Regions from separate parts of the Athene noctua genome. Here region 2 is linked to region 1. Evidence: chromatin contacts called from public Hi-C data. All regions are on one chromosome and are shown on one strand. The core of a region is the stretch at or near the end of the contact, and the rest is flanking DNA. Distances in the headings are between cores, read along the strand shown. Region 1 holds the start of WASF3 (WASP family member 3). Region 2 holds the start of CDK8 (cyclin dependent kinase 8).

What was found. Hi-C and Micro-C count contacts between places; a contact is called where the count stands out from the background.
Region 2: a contact with region 1 is called in a Hi-C map of heart, with 12 times the contacts expected there. The contact joins the promoter of CDK8 here to the promoter of WASF3 in region 1. A contact is called at or near these places in 2 of 2 Hi-C or Micro-C datasets (heart and liver).

Annotation. Positions count from the first base shown.
Region 1 is chr1:243,054,854-243,057,551 of bAthNoc1.hap1.1, reverse strand. WASF3 (WASP family member 3) reads left to right here and starts at 1,320. Exons shown (of 12, transcript XM_074915074.1): 1 at 1,320-1,415.
Region 2 is chr1:243,191,974-243,194,671 of bAthNoc1.hap1.1, reverse strand. CDK8 (cyclin dependent kinase 8) reads left to right here and starts at 1,356. Exons shown (of 13, transcript XM_074915092.1): 1 at 1,356-1,723. The coding sequence starts at 1,596.

The sequences.
Region 1 (2,698 bases), core at 71-2,570:
ATCTTAAATAGAAGTAATTTTTCTCAAAGTAATAAAAAAAATGCGTATTATGTTTTGTGAAAAGGAGGTGCTTGTGAGCCCACGTCTTTACTGTAAGGCAAAGTGTGGCTAACTGAAGCCAGTGGTAAATTGGGTTTGAGCCCAGTAAAGTTTCAGTTGCCAAAGGTGATTGACTAGAGATGGTGTTCAATAGCCCCTACTTTCAGCTGCGATTATTTATTGAAGTGCCCTGGGCCATTAAAGTTCGCTTGGCTATTGTTCTACCTCCCCTGCCCCCCCCCCCCCCCCCCCCCCCCCGATCTCATTCACATGATAAAGTCCGACTTATTTTTTCGAAAGGCTTTGCAGCGAGCAACAAAAGCCCCCGTTATAGAGATAACCACAAAGGCCGAAATCTCAAGCAAAGCTTTCAGGAAAGGGCACATTGTTCGGGCTGGGTCAGCAGCTGCAGCCCTCACAATGCACCCTGCCCAGCGGGGCACAGCCCCCGCCGCCCGCCCAGAATCAAGCCCCACCAACCCCCCCAGCGTTAGGGTGCGTGTCTGTATAAATACAAATCAATTCGGGGCCTGGGTGACCAGAAGCTGGGTTCAGTAGGAATTGGGTCGCAAGGGCGGGCGGTGGATGCCTGTGGCGGTCAGGAATGAGGACAGGGGTGCCCCGGAGGCCTCTCGCAGGCGGGAGAGGGGCGGCGGTGGCTGGGTGAGGGCGCAGGCCCCGCGTGGGGCAGATGCCAGCCGGCAGCTTGCTGGGGGGGACGGGGCATGGGCGCCCGGGAGCCGGGTCGCTGGGCGGGGAGGGGGCGGCCGGAGAGGTGCACCATGGCCATAGCAGCCGGTGAGGCGCCCGCGGAAGAGGCGGCTGCTCCTGAGGGGCAGGTGGCTCTTGGGCGGGGGGGTGTGGGGGAGACACGAAGACACGACAGTCCCGCGGCAGCCGGGCGGCGGGAGCCCCAGCGCAGCCTACGCACCCCGGGGACTTCGGCGGCCGGACCGAGAGGCGGGAGCGAGGCCTGGCCCGGCCTGGCGGAGGAAGGAGGGAGGGAGGGAGGGAGAAGCGGGGCCGGCCCAGGCGGTCAACGAGAGGAAACTGCCCTCCCCCGCGCCCGGCCTCTTGCGAACCCCAGGTAGGGGCCGCTGATTGACAGCTCTCCCCGCCCTCCTGGCGTTTTCATTGGATGCTCTCCACGCCGATCAGCAATATGTGCGGAGAAGCCCTGGCTCCTATTGGCGAGATTTTCCCCGCCCATCTTGGCACGGGCCAAAAGGGAGGCGAGGGGGCGTGTCCCGAGGCCGAAGGGGCGGGGCGGCGGTGTGGGGCGCGGAGGCTTAGCCCGCGAAGGCGCTCGGCGGCGGCGGCTGGAGCGGTCGGGAGGCGGCGGCGGCAGCGCGGGATGGGACGGAGCGCGGCGCCAGGTGGGTGCGGGGCTGTGCGCCCGCCTCCCTCAGCCGCGGCGGGAGGGCGGGTGGGCGAGCGAGCGAGCCAGTCGAGCTCGGGGGGTCTGTTCCCCCCCCGGGAGCCCGGCGGTCGCCGGGAGGGGCGCTGAGGGGGAGCAGCCGCTTTTTAGCGGTCTCTCGCCGCCGGCCCGCGGGGTTAATCGCGCCGTTGCCCAGTGGGAGCCCCCTCAGCGTGGCGGCGCCTTTCCCCTCAGAGCCGCCGGGAGGGCAGCGACGGGTCGCGCCGGGGCTCCTCGCTCTCCTCTGGCCCGGGCTGAGCTGCCCGTCCTGGGGCCCTCGCCTCAGCCGCGGGGGGAAGCTTTGTTTCTAGCCCTCCTGCCGGCCTCGGCCCCTCGCCAGTCCCTGGAGCCGCGGGCGCGTTCCCCTTCCCCCTTTCGGTCTCGGGTGGGGGTTGCGGAGTTCCCCATGCGTGAGGTCGAGGAAGGGGCCCCCCGACTGTCCCCGCAGCCCATCCCCGAGAAGCGCAAGCTGGGGGTCCTCTTCCCCGCTTGTGTTCCCTTCACGCGTGGCCCCCGCACCAGCACCGGGATGTGACACCGGCAAGTATCTTCTGGTATTCAGCAGTCTTCAAGTACTTAAAAATAATCGTCTCTGGCTTTGAAGGGCTCTGGGAGTTCTTGACAGCTCGAGAACTTTTACACCGTGGTTTTTTTTAATTCTTTATATTCGTGCCTTGTTGCATATTGTTTTTCCACTTACTCTTTTAAGTGAATGTGTCGCTGAGAAGATGCTGGGAGTCTGAGTGCAGGCATGAGAAGACAGGGATTTATTGTAACTGCTGAATGTCTAACGCTAGCTGAAAAACGGTTAAGAAATGCTTTATTTATTCTTCTCGTTTCTGATACAGTTCAGTAATTGCCGCAGATAACTAGCGGGAGAAGGGCTCATAGTTTAGGCTGAGCAACAATCTGAAGTGGGGCCAGTAGTTGAGTGATGGGTTATTGGATGCAGTTGTGAGATTTCTTGATAGAAAATACTTCAAAGCACAAATGGTTTAGTTTGTGTACTGTTTGTGCAGGAATAGGAAAAAGCTGTGTAGCCGTAGTTCTTTGTGTCTCTTTTGTAACTACAGGGAATGGGGGGAAAGTATTCTTATTAGAAAAAGATGGGGGCAAATTATGAAAGTAGCCAGGAACTTCAAGAGACTTAAAATCTGAGGGTGAGAAGGAGGAGGTCGTTTTGCCTTGCCTATCATGCAAGACTGGCCTTTTTTTTTAAAGCTTTGCTTAGGGAATCTAAGA
Region 2 (2,698 bases), core at 107-2,606, 140 kb before region 1:
TGTTTTGCTGCTTCTTTCAATTGCTTGTATTTTTTGTAACTCCTGCCTAATTGCTTTATCTAACATAGATAAAATCCCTAACAACTACATAGCAACATGCCAAAAGTCCAGCTGTGGGCATCTGACATCAGTCCAATTGAGTGATGCCAGCTCAGGAGGCTGGTACACCTCTATCCCCAGTTATCAGGAATCGTATAAATGAAAATGGGGATTTGTAAATTAAAATGGAGATTATTTCAGATGGTTCCAGAAAATGTTGCATCTTCTTTCCAGAGCCCCCACATTTTTTGATATTTTGTCTCTAAGTTATGGATTTGAGTGCCCCCTTACTTAGGCACATTGCTTTCTTGAGATCAAATGTGAAGCCTGTGTCCATGACTACTAAAAATGCCAATGGGCTGTAATTAGAAAAATGACTGTAGCTTTAGTTTAGTTACAAGCTCTCTATTCTGCAAAATAACTAGCCAGCTTTGTGTTGGGTGGGTAACTATGGCTCTACCAGCCAAGGAGAGGCAATGGAAAGTGCCCAGTTACTGGTCACACGCAAGGGCCTTGCTAAAGTTGACAGTATTTGCGTTAAATACCAGGCGCCATGATCCTGATTTGTCTCTGCATGCATGGTAGCATCTGACCCTGCCTACACCTGAAGTCATAGAATCGTCTTAATTACAACAACGTTGACAGGTGGCCTGGCAGGTTGAGCTGGCAAAGACAAACTGTGTCTGCCCTCGCCAGCCTGGAGTAAGCTGGAGATCCGGGCGTCCACCATAATCGACCCCGTGACGACAGCCGCAGCTTGTGGCCGCTGCTGACTGCCGGGGGGCTGATCCGGGGCAGCCGGGAGGTGGCGGCCCCGCGCTGTACCCGGTGCGGGCAGCCCCGTGAAGGAGGCCTGCTCCGGGGAATAACCACACGTGCGGCCTCTGCCCGTGCCGGTGCCGCTGCCCCGGGCCGGGCCCCGCCGCGGCTCCCCCCCACGGCCCGCCGGGGACTGCAGCTCCCGGCAGGCACCGCGCCACCTCGCCGCCTGAGGACTACACCTCCCGGCGTGCCTCGCGCTGGAAAGACTACAACTCCCGGCATGCATCGCGGGGCGCCGCGCCCCGCCCTCCCGGACTCCATCTCCCAGCGTGCTGCGGGGCCAGCAAGGCATGCCGGGACAGGCGGGGGCGGGGCTCCGGTGGAGGTCTCAGCCCGCCGCCTTCCACGTGGTGCGCTGCCCGCCGCGCCCGGGGCCGGGGAGGTGTCCGCTGTTTGCGACGTTTCTTTGCGGCAGTGCGGCCAGGCGCGGCTGCCGTATTCCGCCCGGGAGACCGGCTGTTGTGCCGCTAGCTGGCGGGGCGGGGAGGGAGCAGCCGGAGGACGGGGCTCGGGAGGGAAGGGAGCAGTCCCGCCGCCGCCCGCCCGCCCCTGGATGGTCCGCGGGGCGGCTCGGGGGTCTCCTCCTCCTCCTCCTCCTCCTCCTCCTCCTCCTCCTCCTCCTGCTGCTGCTGCTGCCGCCGCCCGGTCGGGGCGGGGCGGGGCGCGGCGGGGTGCGCGGCTGTCGGGGGCGGCTCGGCGCGGCGCGGCTCGGGGCGGCGCGGCGGGCGCTGAAGATGGACTATGACTTCAAGGTGAAGCTGACCGGGGAGCGCGAGCGGGTGGAGGACCTCTTCGAGTACGAGGGCTGCAAGGTGGGCAGGGGCACCTACGGGCACGTCTACAAAGCCAAGCGGAAGGACGGGTGAGTGAGGAGTGGGGCTCCCCTGGACCCCGCCGCGGGCTCTCCGCGCCCCCCCGGCCCCTCCTGGCCCGCCGCCGGCTCTGCCTGCTCCGGCCGCCCTGCCCTGCGCCCACCGCCTCCTGCCTCACGGGCCCTTGCGTCCCCCTCGGCCCCCCATGTTAATGCCGCCCGTTCTCCGGCCCTGCCCCTATCTTCTTTCTCGGTGTCGTGGCTTCTGCTGCCGCCCGGTTAAGCCCCGTGTTTTGCCGTCCGGACTGTGCTTGGGTCCCCGTAGGGCACTCGGAGCGTTCCCATCCCCTCAGCGAAATGCTGGAGTCTTGTTTCGGTACGGGTAGGTTTTGGAGAAAAAAATATGTAGTGGAGGAAAACGCGTAAGCGAACAGGTTTTCATTTTGATTAAATGAGTAGCCGCTTACAACGTTCAACCCGACCATCAGCGTCGTCTAACAGGGTTTGATTATTTATTTTTTTTAATAACGCTTTTTTGTCTGATTTATTACTTGTAGTCACCATTTTGGGTATTCTTGCTGGCTGCTTCAGGAACCAAAGTCTGCTGGCCCTTTCGGGGCTTTAGAACGCCTTAAAAGAGCTTTACGTGTGACCAGTTCTCGGTAGAGACCTGAGTATATGAATTTCTTTGCATAAATATTTTAAAGAAAGATCTAGCAAACTGTCATTTAGGTTTCCTTCGTTCATGACATGGCATCACTTGCTGAACAGCAGAACAATAGGAAGTAGGGAGCAGAAGGAGGAGAGGCACGGGTTGTTCTTGTAACAGGTCCTAAATTTTAAATTACATCCATTCTTTCTCTTGCAGTCTCCTCATAGTGGTGCTCTGTATGTTGTTGTTCAAATAACATGCATTTTAAAAGTCTGGGTGTTATTTTCACATTTGATAAATAAAAAACTTTTGAAGCAGGCTGTGGTCAGTTATGGCTGAAACATGATCTGGTTCTGTTTACATAAGCTTTAATT